Linked DNA regions of Sus scrofa: regions 1, 2 and 4 are each linked to region 3. A link is a contact called in public Hi-C and promoter capture Hi-C data. All regions are on one chromosome and are shown on one strand. The core of a region is the stretch at or near the end of the contact, and the rest is flanking DNA. Distances in the headings are between cores, read along the strand shown.

What was found. Promoter capture Hi-C pulls out the DNA fragments that hold promoters and counts their contacts. Hi-C and Micro-C count contacts between places; a contact is called where the count stands out from the background.
Region 1: a contact with region 3 is called in a Hi-C map of retroperitoneal adipose tissue, with 2.5 times the contacts expected there. The contact joins the enhancer-like site here to the promoter of UHMK1 in region 3. A contact is called at or near these places in 2 of 5 promoter capture datasets (fetal liver and liver), 9 of 47 Hi-C or Micro-C datasets (alveolar macrophages, embryonic fibroblasts, fetal heart ventricle and 5 more) and 2 of 2 datasets of contacts at active chromatin or transcription factors (alveolar macrophages and skeletal muscle).
Region 2: a contact with region 3 is called in a promoter capture Hi-C map of fetal liver, with 2.3 times the contacts expected there. The contact joins the promoter of HSD17B7 here to the promoter of UHMK1 in region 3. A contact is called at or near these places in 2 of 5 promoter capture datasets (fetal liver and liver), 7 of 47 Hi-C or Micro-C datasets (alveolar macrophages, embryonic fibroblasts, heart right ventricle and 3 more) and 2 of 2 datasets of contacts at active chromatin or transcription factors (alveolar macrophages and skeletal muscle).
Region 4: a promoter capture Hi-C map of fetal skeletal muscle shows a contact between it and region 3, with 3 times the contacts expected there. The contact joins the promoter of C4H1orf226 here to the promoter of UHMK1 in region 3. A contact is called at or near these places in 1 of 5 promoter capture datasets (fetal skeletal muscle), 1 of 47 Hi-C or Micro-C datasets (embryonic fibroblasts) and 2 of 2 datasets of contacts at active chromatin or transcription factors (alveolar macrophages and skeletal muscle).

What each region holds. Positions count from the first base shown.
Region 1 is chr4:87,765,046-87,767,903 of Sscrofa11.1, forward strand. It overlaps DDR2 (discoidin domain-containing receptor 2), which reads right to left. Exons shown (of 18, transcript XM_021089500.1): 13 at 1,769-1,992; 14 at 397-524. Among named protein-coding and RNA genes, the nearest start is that of HSD17B7, 24 kb to the left of the region's middle. Within about 2 kb of position 1,301, at least 5 of the 83 cell types and tissues checked have an H3K27ac peak or open chromatin away from gene starts, as enhancers often do. A contact at or near this core is called in alveolar macrophages and retroperitoneal adipose tissue, where this site is marked.
Region 2 is chr4:87,741,187-87,744,485 of Sscrofa11.1, forward strand. It overlaps HSD17B7 (hydroxysteroid (17-beta) dehydrogenase 7), which reads right to left and starts at 1,729. Exons shown (of 9, transcript NM_001185137.1): 1 at 1,695-1,729. The coding sequence starts at 1,729.
Region 3 is chr4:88,051,319-88,054,242 of Sscrofa11.1, forward strand. It overlaps UHMK1 (serine/threonine-protein kinase Kist), which reads right to left and starts at 1,617. Exons shown (of 8, transcript XM_021089503.1): 1 at 1,174-1,617. The coding sequence starts at 1,441.
Region 4 is chr4:88,470,334-88,473,325 of Sscrofa11.1, forward strand. It overlaps C4H1orf226, which reads right to left and starts at 1,408. Exons shown (of 14, transcript XR_002343372.1): 1 at 1,100-1,408.

The DNA.
Region 1 (2,858 bases), core at 51-2,550, 290 kb before region 3:
CTTAGCAGGAAAGATGTATGCAATTGTGAGAAGTTTGCAAGAAGAGGTGAGGACCTTTGGGGGTATGTCTGTGCATAATAACTGAAGAGGTAAGTATTAAGACTATTGTGTGTGTTGTGGATGCTGAGAAGTGCAGTGTTCTGCAAAGGGAGTTAGGAAGCAAATTCATATGCGTAGTGGCAGATCCAACACAAAATGTGCATTTGTGTCTGAGAGAGATGAGAACAAAGATGAGGACTACTAACCCATCAGAAAAGTAAAACACAGCAATGGAAATGTAAGGTAGCTCACAGACCTTCCCATCTCAAAAGAAAACAATTACTCAGAAGTTTCCAGAGTGTTCCTGATCCTGAAGACAAAATACATAAAGGAAAATTCAAAACACAGACCACAGACCTGGCATTCTTGTTGGCATCTGCTCGGAGCATTTTCACAGCCACCAGGACAGGCTGGTTGGCACTGACATCTAGGGCGAAATCTTTGTCTTTGAATTTTTCCATTCCCTCCACTTCGCAGAGATGAACCTAGACAAAAGTCATCTAGTCTCAGCATCATCATTTCTCCTGAAGATGTCTCAGTACTCTTGCTGGGCATTTCCTAGAGATAAACTACCTCTTACAACTCAGGCAAAATAATCAAAAGACCAATAAGAAGATAGAGGTAATACATCTTTGACTCAAATAACTGAAAAAACAATGGTAAGGTACCCAGCTAGTATATATTACTGCTTTATGAAAGAACCATACATTAATTGGAACACTAAATATGCAAATATATCTATAACAGTAGTTTATTACACCATAGCTCCCTAGAAAATGTCATTCAGTATAAATGCTTGACCTTTGATTCAAGGAAGTTTAGTTACTGGATTGTGCAAAACATAAGACAATTTCCTCTCTGAGGTAATCCCTTAGTATGTGATTAGTTAGCATGGTTAGTAATCCCTATGTATTAGTAACAGTATAACAAGCCTGTGTTTTCAACCCAGGAGAGAGAATGAATGCATATAACACCACAAACAGATGCTATGGACCTATCTACCTCCACCACCACCAAACCTACCCAAAGTTAAAAACTACACCACCCATGTTGGAATCAATAACATATTCTTAGGAAAACAAGTTACATTTGGAGTGTAGAGGGAAGCGTTAAAGAGCTTCCATTGCCACTTAAATCATCGCTTTGAATTCTCAGAAGGCTCATGTGACTGACGTAAAAGTGGAAAGTCAAATATTACACACATCACTCCGAGAGCAATTGAGAAGAGTGCTCCTCCTTATCTTAGTGAGTGATTCATTCCCTGGTGGTTGATTCTGGGACCCAAGGCAGGGGCGAGGTTGTTTTTGACCATTTTATATGTAACTCCCATTAAATGGGGGAAAAAAAAAGTGGCTATCAAATAGCAGGATGTTCTTGGACTGTTTATAAAAGATGATCACATCTTATGGGTCCCCACCCTCTGTAACCTATTATAAAAATTTTTTTTTAAAATATTGAATGTTTTTCAGGATATCTAAGTCAAGTGACTTTCCTGCTTTAAAAACTCGTATATAGAAATCGAGATTCCCATGAATTCCATAGCTATTTGACAAAGATGAGGTTGACCCAATACTAATCTTCTAGAGGCCAGTGCAAAGAGAGACAATTGGAAGGGACAGTCAATGTGGATCCACTCTGGAGGGGACACTTAACTCTATTGACCATATTTATTCAACTAATTCCTTTGAGCTAGCAAGGACTGGTGGCCCCACTCAAAGAATCAACTTACCTCCCCAAACTGGCCTTCTCCTAGCTTCTCCTTGAAAGTTAACAGTTTCCTGGGGAACTCTTCCACAGCCACATCTTTTCCTGAGAGCAGGTCCATGGTAACGGCAGGCACAGAGTAGGTATTACCTCCGGTCACCCCCTGGAGGTTCACAATGTCAGCCTCTGCGTAGTGGGGCACGCCCTCAGGCCCGCTGGGTTGGACTGGCTTCACAAGGCCACTGCAGCCTAGGAAGACAAGGGCAATGAGCCTCACTCCAAGGGGCATGTCTGGATATCTCTTCAAGAAAACAAATCTGAGAGGAGGGCTAAAACACGCCCCCAAGACAGCCAGCCTATGCCATGACATTCTTACTTGGAGAATGGTCCCTCCAGACTCTCTCACAGCCTCCAGAATGTAGGCCACCATTTATCTCTTATCCTTCTCCCCACACCCCATGATCATCAACGAGCTCCTTGGCTAATCTTGAGGAATTGTGGTGAAGCTACAGGAAGGCTTGCACTATATTAGTTAGGGTGGGAGTATTAAAGTTTTAGGATTTAATGGCCTAGTTCCTTAATTTTAAGATATTCTCACTGACTTAGTAATCTATTTTAGGGATTAAAAACTTTCTGATTATATGATGGAGCATGATAATGTGAGAAAAAGAATGTATATATGTATGTGTGACTGGGTCAACTTGCTGTACAGTAGAAAATTGACAGAACACTGTAAACCAGCTATGACGGAAAAAAATAAAAATCATTTAAAAAAACTTTCTGATTAAATTTATATGATTCAGCTTAAGATATATTGTGATATTAAGAAACATTAAAGTAAGAGGGAGGGTGTTTTTAGACTTCAGAAAATAGGTAAATTACTCTACTTCAGCCTAGGAAATAAATTACATCGCTTTTTCTTGCTGTCTCTGCAAAATTCCTCTAGTTCAATGTGATCCTTCACTGTTTGCTATCCACTGAGTGGTAAATATCACATTAGTTTGCTTTCTTCTTTTGTAAGGACTCCCTTGAAATACTAGTGGGCTCAGAGTTAGTCCTGCTGCTTCTCCAATCACCTCTCTCCTGAATACCCTCAGCCCTCTTCTGCTGGCTGG
Region 2 (3,299 bases), core at 479-2,978, 310 kb before region 3:
TTTTACTTTGCTGTCTAGGTTCCTCAAGGACAAGGGCCCTACTATCTGTTGGTAGCATTGCCACTATCAGGAGCACTAGGAATTCCTGATAAGGAATGGATGAATCTTTCAGAAAGAGGTATATGTAACATGGCAGGGGGTACAAGTCCCTCTCAATTACTATGACTGAATAACCAACAGGAAGAGAAAGAATTCTACATGATTAAGTAGAACAGAAAAAGAGGAAATAGAAGATAGGTACCGGGAAGGAGAAGCAGGGATGAGCACTTGTGTCAAAAACAAATTACCCACTTCAGAAAGAGCATTGTGAAACCACACAGTAGATGGGGATAGCAGTCAGACCAGGCTGGCTTATGGCAATGGAAACCTGAGTAAATGAGTTTTCTTCCAAAACGTAAGCTGATCCAGGCAAAGGGCCTAGCACCATCAGCAATCAGTTGGCCCTCCAAACAGAGGATCAAATATATTTTTATTCACTCTCATTTAAGAACAGGCCTTTACTATAAGTGTATATTTACACATAATATATACAAATGAAGCAAACACACAAAATCAATTCTGACTTATTTGAGCAACTTCAACATAGGAAGCACCATACCAGGTGTTAAGATCACTCAAGAGAGAAGACACACTAAAATTCTGTACATCACAGACACCTACCAGGTTTGGCTTAGTTAACATGGAAGTGGCTAGATAAGTAAAAATAAACTAATTTTATGTATTTACTTTTTTTTTTTTTTTTTTTATGGCCACACCTGTGGCATATGGAAGTTCCCAGGCTAAGGGTTGAATGGGAGATGCAGCTGCAGGCCTATGCCACAGCCAGGGCAACAGTGGATCTGAGCCACATCTTCTGTCCAAGCCTCAGCAGGATCCTTAACCCACTGACCAGAACTGAACCCACATCCTCATGGACATTGTGTTGGGTTTGTAACCAGCTCAGACATAATTTCGAACTAATTTTAAATACCATTTAACATAGCTTCAGTCTTAATTCCCTCAAAACTCCAAAAGCAACAACAACGAATGTGGTTTGGTTAGTTTCATCCTCCACACACTTTTTCACTGAAATGCAAATGACCAACCTTGGAGTAATCACTCACTGGCAGTAATGGTTACTTGCACTTCTTCCATGCCTTAACAGGAAAAAGTTCCTTTTCTCTGAGTTCCTGGAGAAATATACTACATTTTTAGATCTGCACATGGAATGTGATTTTCTCCCCCCACTGTTCTAATGTTCATGGACCTTGAAATTTATCTAGGGTCGGAAGTCCTGCACAGATAAAACACCTGGAGTGATACAGCCACCTGGTCACAGGCAAAATGCCCAGGCACTGATGGTAAAAAGTGATGGGAAAGTCGGAAGGGGGCGAGGTCTGCGTGGGAAGCGCCGTTTTCCTGGATATGAACAGGATCATCACAGAAACACGCATGTCTTAGTGGCGTTCTATTTTCTTTCTGCTGTCATATTTAATGCAAAGCACCAGATACTGAGCACTTCAAGAGGCCGGAACGCCTGGTATCCCATGCAGTGGAGGACCCAGGAGAGAATGGGACAGGGTCTCAGTCAGAGTCCCCACAGAGGCAAGGTAAGAGAAGGGAGCTCCCGGGACGGTCAGGGGCGAGTCATCGCGGCGCGATACTTCCTGTTCCCTCAGACCCCCGCCCAGCCGACAGGCAACCAAAGACCTTACCTGCTAGCCCCGGTGATCAGTACCACCTTCCGCATCGTCTCACACACCAATGCAGCGCAAGCCAAGCAGGCATCCGGCAAAGCTTCTCGGAAGCCCTTTTGACCCACGCCCCGCCCAGGCCACGCCCCCAGCCCTTCAATCAGGGACTGACGAGGCCCCACCTCCCTTTTGCGTCATCGACTCCGCTGGGCCCTTTCTCAGTCGCAGCCAGCCTTTGGCTCCCGGCTCCTGGGCGGGGATGGAGTGAGATAGGCCGAGGGGTGGAGCCTCGTGTCGCACAAGGCCCGAGCCAATCCGGGCTCTCCCCGCCCCTCTTGGGCGGAGGTGTCCCGCCCATGACCTTACACGCGCCGGAGGCCTTTGGCGTTTGCGTGGTTGGGAATTGCGTCCAGTCGGGGGCATAGGAGCGCTGGTACCAGGAGCGCATAGGGACCATACCCTGTCCCCTAGGATTGGCACTTCACCGCAGGAACTCAGGATATTTGCACCAGAGCTCCTTATTTTATTTTATTATTTTATTCATGCATGAATTACCAATTTCCAAAACTTGGAATATGATGTGGAATCAGAGACTCTCGGATTCCATAGGAGATAGTGGGTCGTATACTGTAGTCTCCTATTTAATGTGCCTCCTACTCTTTGTGCTGAAGGACCCTCTTCGTTTTTCCAAGCCATCCCAGATAGGTACTTTTGGAATATACAATAAAAATAAATCCCTAGAAAATGAAAGAAAAAGGCATACAAAATACAAGCCTCATTTTTTTTTTTTTTTTAATTAGATTCAACAGACTTGAGTACTCTGCCAGAAGTTCTTGTAGCTCATCAGGTTAAGGACCCGCCCTTGTCTCTGGGAGAATGTGAGCTTCCATATGCCACAGATGTCGCTGTAAAAAGAAAAAGCAAAAAGAGTACTCTGCCAAACTGTTAAAAAAGTTTCTAATGTTTAGGTTTCTGGATTTATCGTGGACTGGTAACAGTCCTTAGTGTGGGACTGTCACCAATCCAGGCCCACACTAAGGAACACTACTGCATGTATCAAACTATGGAACATACTTTACTTCATAGCCTCTTTCAAAGTTTTCTTTTTGAATAGTACTGTTCTCTGAAAGATGTAAGACAGGACATTTATATTGGCTTTTGAATATCCTAGAGCTTTTGATTAATTTGATATTAGTTTAGAATTAGATAACTCATACCAATAAAATTAGATTGAAAGAATAAATGTGATTATTAAAGATTTGATTTCTAAATCATTAATACTTTATTATTTGGGTGGAACTCAGCTCCTATCCTTATGCCATTTTCAACTGTTGTGAAGAGACCACAATTTAACAATATTTTCTGAAAGTCCTAAAATAAACTTCATACAGGGCTGCAGTCTTGCAATCCTTTCAACTGCCCAGTCACTAGATAGAGGAAAGAACCATAAGTCAGCAACAGAGGCATCAATGATTTATTATATGGGGAATCTTACATGTCAGAGGCAAAGATCCTGGAGTGACATCCCACTGGGTATGGCCAACAGCAGGCAGGACACTGGCAGCAATTTTTGCTTCACAGGAGAGAAGGAGAATATCAGTAATTGCAGACATGATGTCAGAAGGG
Region 3 (2,924 bases), core at 367-2,866:
GCAAGTGGGTTATTTTATTTTAATAAAATAAGAGGACCTTCAACAGTGGATTACAATTCAAAGATATTAAATATGGCACATAATTAAAATTGTGCTTCCCAAGCACTCAGAGATGAGTGAATATGCACTTTGGGTGCCAAGCAAAAATGAGCAAAAGAAAAATCCAAATACTAAGTATTCTTAAGGCAAATGTCACAATGTACAAAACCAAAACTGAAGATTGGTTCTTGATCCAAAATAGCACTATATAATTAAATATTAAAAGGAGAGGTCAAGACATTCAAGATGACATTTTAACCTAATCTTTTAGAGTCAACAAGTCCTTAGGCCTATAAAAATGTAAAATATTTCCCTCTTAAATATCAGATTTTACCTACATCATTCAGGAAACCTTAAAAAAGAAAAAAAAGGGGGGGCAACACTATTAAGAAATTCTTCTCCAAATGGTAATATTAAAAAGGTCACTATTCACAATAAATATGGATCATGCTTGTCAGTAAGTAATATATCTATGAGCCAAAGTCATAATTAAATGCTCTCTGTTGGTGTATTAGCAATGAAAACTATTTTCACAGCTCAATCATCAGTAATCATTACATATCTTACATTGTGAATATCTGAATCATGAAACATGGTCTTAAGTGGGTAAAAGTATAAAGTGCGTATGTATCATTTTCACATTTCTATAAGGATTCTTATGAAAAATTTGGGAGTCATTTCTCCCAAATCCATACAAAAATTATGTATCAGGTAACATCTATATCAGCTATTAGCATTGACGTCACAAGTACTAGAACTATCTCCCATTTTTCACTGGTATGCAAAGATTCAAAAATTTCCGAACAAGACATGACAATCTAGTAAAGACATGCCTCCTTTCACTACAGAAGATAATTCTCTGTGCTAGTAAGTGCAGCATTTTCCAAACAGAACTGAAGCAAAACAGAATTTATTGAGCATCTACTATAGAACACTGGGCAAAGCGGCCCACCGTATTACAGTCAGTATGAGAGTGAAAGGGGGATGGGAAAGGGTCCTGGGTTGGGTGATAAGGCCAGGGCCGGACCTACTTCTCCCGCCTAAAAGACAGAAGACCGTACGCTAGGCCGAGAGGGGGAGTGTACGCTTGCTCTGAGACCTGGTTAAGAAGAGAAGGGAGATATTGGCAATTACCGATGTTCCTGTGACCCTGCAACTGTTCCAACGCTGCCCTCTCTTTGCGGAAACCATACTCGGCGGCCGAGGCCGCAGCCCCGGTGGTTCCTGGCGGTAAGAACTGCTTCAGGGCGCCGGGGGGTGAGCCAGGAGTGCCGCAGCAGCGCACCCGATACACCGAGGCAGAGGAGCCGCTACCCAGGCGGCTCTGTACCTGCCACAGCCGCCCGAAAGCTTCCAGAAACCGCGGCGGCTCCGCGCCCCACGCACAGCCGGATCCAGCCATCGGTGTGGACTGAGGGCACTGACACGGAGCTGACGCGACGCCCGAGGCAGGCCGGCAGGGCCCTCGGTCACATCCCCGCCCGCCGGACCAGCGGCTCTGCAGGGAGGGGCCTGCAGCCGCCTCACCGACTGCCGGGACCTCAGGCCGCCATGACACCGGAAGCCGTCTGCGCCCGGGTCCCAGAAGCCGGAAATGGAGGAAGAGCCAATCTTACAAGCTGAAGGGCGGGCCCAGAAAGGGCGGAGTCTAGAATTGATTAGGTGAATTAGGTTTGGAGGAAAGGACTGAGGGAGAGAGTTAAGCGTTAGAGAGTTCTTAATATTCTAGGCCCAATGTTAACCGCTTTCACACACAGTCACCTAAAACTAAAACTTATTTTTGTTCTTGCTGAGGCACCCCACCTCACCTTTGGGAAGCTTGGAAAGTAAAACCCTGCCTACATGTCTCATAGCCAGGATCCAAAGGAAATACCCCAGTTGCTAAAGGAATGGATTTACCACCACCTCCTCGCTCTGTTCCCTAGTGGTTATAATTCCGGATGCCCAGGCTTCTGTGCTTCTCTTAGTTTCCTTTGCCTTTGGCTGCCTAGTCAAAAAGCAGCCTCCCTGGGCAAACGTGGATCTTTTACAAACGTTTGTTTTTCATTTATTCATTCGATTTTTTTTACTCATTTGACAATTTTTTATTAACAAGTGTAAAAAATCGGAATCTCGGTCCACAAACGAGGATGTGTAATAAATGTATTCTTCCTTATTATTCTGTGTTCAACTTTTTCAAGCTCCATTCAGATGGGGTGGCACAAAATTAGTATGACCATTTGCCTCCATCACCTTTTCCTCAGGTTTTGTCCAAGTTTCCAGGTAAATGAGGTGGTTTATGTGGGGATTGAGGGGTTGAGCTCTGCTTTTCAGTATCATTGGTTATTGTCTTGCCAGGTTGCCACTGAAATATGCCTTATTTCTGTCTGTATGACCCTTTCAGGGTCTGGATTAGGAAAAGTTCTCTGCACTCTCTGCCATTTCTAACAATCATTTTCTTCTATAGCTGAAGTCTCAACTAATCTCTTGAGAACTTGGGCTTTTGTGATACAAAAAACAAAACTCACAAGCTCCCCTAAGGCAGTGAACACAGACATTTATTTGCTTATATAAAGGGGAAGGCAAAGTGGAGAAGCTGAGGTGTGGAAGGGAACTTAGGTCATGAATAGAGAGGAGATTCGAAATAGAAATTAACCATGATTTCAAAAATTTTGAGTTGGTAGAATGAATTAGATGTGTATATAATTATAATCCAAGGGTCAAGGTAAAAAGGAGGCGCAGGTAAATTGCTAGAACTCTGTAGAGGAACTCTTAGCAATTCACCCATTAGAAAAGTGTGAGTAAAAAGAAGCATTTCATTTCAGTCTATTTTGTTGAAATTGAATGTATTATAATCAGAGATAGCAAATGCTGAATTTCTAGAAGTTGATTAGGTTCTCCTTTGT
Region 4 (2,992 bases), core at 158-2,657, 420 kb after region 3:
AACCGACCATACTGGGCTCATATCAAACACTAGAAAAGATGTTTCATGAACTGAAGGAAATTGCCACCTGATGGAGTAATCCCTGCCTGAGATGCAAACACCCTGCATCTACAAAGTCATGAAGGAGAAAAAAAAGGAATGAAGAGAAAATTGTCTCCATATCAAAACCAGCAAGACACAACCTACTGGAAGTGCACTATTTACCAATAGCAGGCACACAGTAGGTGCCTGAGTCTTGGGGGGAGGGCATCAAGCAGCATGAAGGAAGAGCAGAAGCACTCTTCCCATGTGATGGGCAGTGGGAGTCCCAGCTGTAATCTCAGAAACCAGAACTCCTCACTCGGGAAGGGCATCACAGGGGGCCCGCCTTATTCACACCTGAAGGTCCAGTACAGAGGCTTCCACCCCGCCCCCGCCCCCCAGGATAGACCTGGGGCTCTGAGCTGAAAATTCCAGTCACCCCTGATAAATTCTCCAGCAGCTGTCCCCTACTAGTTGCTGAAACTTAACTTTATGCCACAAAACTAGCAAATGGGCAGCTTTCACCACACTTCCCCCCTTCAATGCCTGGCACTCGCAAAGGAGTCTTGGCAAATAAGGCATTTAGGAAGTGGTTCTGACACCTGGCCCAGGTTACCTGGAATCTAAAAACAAAAACCACCCTGTATTATTTTCCTCAATCAGGAGGCAGGTATTTCCCCTTTAAAAGACTTTCCTGAAAGCACCTCTCTCACAGGATCCCAATGATTAAATAACATCAGAGCTTCCCTAAACCGATTCTAAAGAACCACGGCCGGGCTGCGCACACCCACTGGTTTTTCCTCCTCAGAAGGAGGGATATGGGAAGTAACTCAATCAGTCCTGGGCGGGTAAGGATGGGGGAGTCTGCAGGTGGGAGAAGGGGTGAAGCAATACCGCTCAAACTTTGCAGTTGCTCTTTAGCAGTTCTGGGCAGAAGCCCAGAGAATTCTATACTGGGAAGGGGCAGTCACCCTCCCTAACAGAAAGGCCCTCAAATCAGCCTAACCCACCAGCTCTGCGCATCCCATTCACTCAGACATGCCCTCTCCGGGCAGTCCCCTCTCCAGGGCCCCCTCACCTTGGCCTCGAAGCAGATGCCGTGTTGGAAGGCGTCCTCGTTGTGCAAGGGGATCCGCAGGTCGTGCCCATCGTCCACAAGGTTGTACTTGGTTTTGCTGGGCATGGTGACCCTCGGTGGACCGGCTCCTCCAGAGGCGGCGGCGGTGGCAGGAAGGGGCTGGTAGGACCCCGGGGAGGGGAGATGGGAGCCGAGCGCGGCGGCTCGTGGATGGGGCGCAAGCGGAGGGTCGCGGGGCGGAGTGCGCCCTGGCCGCGCGGCGACGGTGGAAGCCGGGACTCCGATCAACGCCTAGGGCCGGGCGGCGCGGGTGCGGGCGACGCGAGCGGCGCTGTGGCCGCGCAATTCCTGCCGGCAAGGAGGGTGGCGGGGGCGGCGGCGGGGGCGGGCGTGCGCGGCGCCCCGGCCGGGGGAGGGGAGCGGTGGGCGCGCGGCCCGCGGTGGGACTGGGCGCGGCGCCGGCCTGGGAGCAGTGGCGCGGGCAGCCCGGGACGAGGAAGAAAAGGCGACGGCGGTGGCGGCGGCGGCGGAGCAGGGTGCCTGTCACGGAGACGCCGGATCAGCCGCCGGCGAGCGGCTCCTCCTGCGGGGCGGGCCCGGGCCGGCTCCTCCCGCGGGGCGCCCAGGCCCCGCCTGTCGCCGGGTCCGCCCCCGCGCTGCCCGCGGAGCAGGTGAAAGTCCCTGGGAGCGCCGCGCCCAGTCCTGGTTGTGTCCTGCGGCCCGACCCCGAGAACTTCGCCCTGGCCCTAGCCAGCCGGGGTCTCAGGAACACGGGCACAGTCTTGTTTTTGTTTTTTACAGTTTGATTCTGAGCCAGACTACTAATAGTTAGCAGTAGTGGCGCCTTTGGGTTGGAGGTTTGTTTTTGTTTGGGGAGGGGGGAGGGGCTGTGTTTGTTGTTTTGTTTTTGCGTTCTACCTGGAAGGCCCAAGTCCTGGCCCAAATACATTTAGATTATTAATTCTGAGAGTTCCCGTTCTCTGGAGAATGAAGACTGTAACCAAATGGGGGACTATTGCAGGTGTTTTGTGTTCTTTTGAGTAGTGATTTGTGAGTTGTGTATTGGGAGGGTTGGGGGATGCCTTTGGGGATAGTTTTAATAGTTAAAAGCCATAAGCCCTGTGGAAATGGAGTAGGCCAAAAGGGGTACTAGAGAAGGAAGAATCTACACCTTTTTATTTTCTTAGACAGCCTATACCTGGGTATGGACAAAATGAACTTACAAGGTTTTGGGGTGTTTTTTTGTTCGTTTGTTTTTGGTCTTTTTGGGGCCACACCCTCAGCATCTGGAGGTACCCAGGCTAGGGACTGAATTGGAGCTGTAGCCTACCTCACAGCCCTAGCAATGGCAGATCCGAGTGCATCTGTGACCTACACCACAGCTCATGGCAACACCTGATCCTTAACCCCCTGAGCGAGGCCAGGGATTGAATCTGCGTCCTCATGGATGCTAGTCAGATTCATTTCCGCTGAGCCATGGGAACTTCATCCAAGATATTTCTAATTTATGTTATTCTTCCTACCTTAGTAAGTGCTTGGATGTGGTTAAGAAGAAGCTCATTCATTTCTCTCTGTTACATCAAGAGTTTTTTGCCATGCAAAAATGTGCAAAGGAAGGGCCCATAGGAGTAATTAGTAACCAATTATTTAGTATCTGTCAAACCCCACAGGTAGAGGTGCATGATAACTATGTTCTACATGGCTTTATATTACCCTAGAGTCATCAAAAGTAACCAAATAAGCTAATGCCAAAGCCAGCCCAACCTGAGATCACTGAGACCAGATGGTCAGCTCCTCTGTTGAATTCATCAACTTAAACCGGCTTTTAATGCCTTGTGAACACGTCCACAAAGGGCAGCTTGAAAATCAAATGACTGCTTATTGTATAGTCAG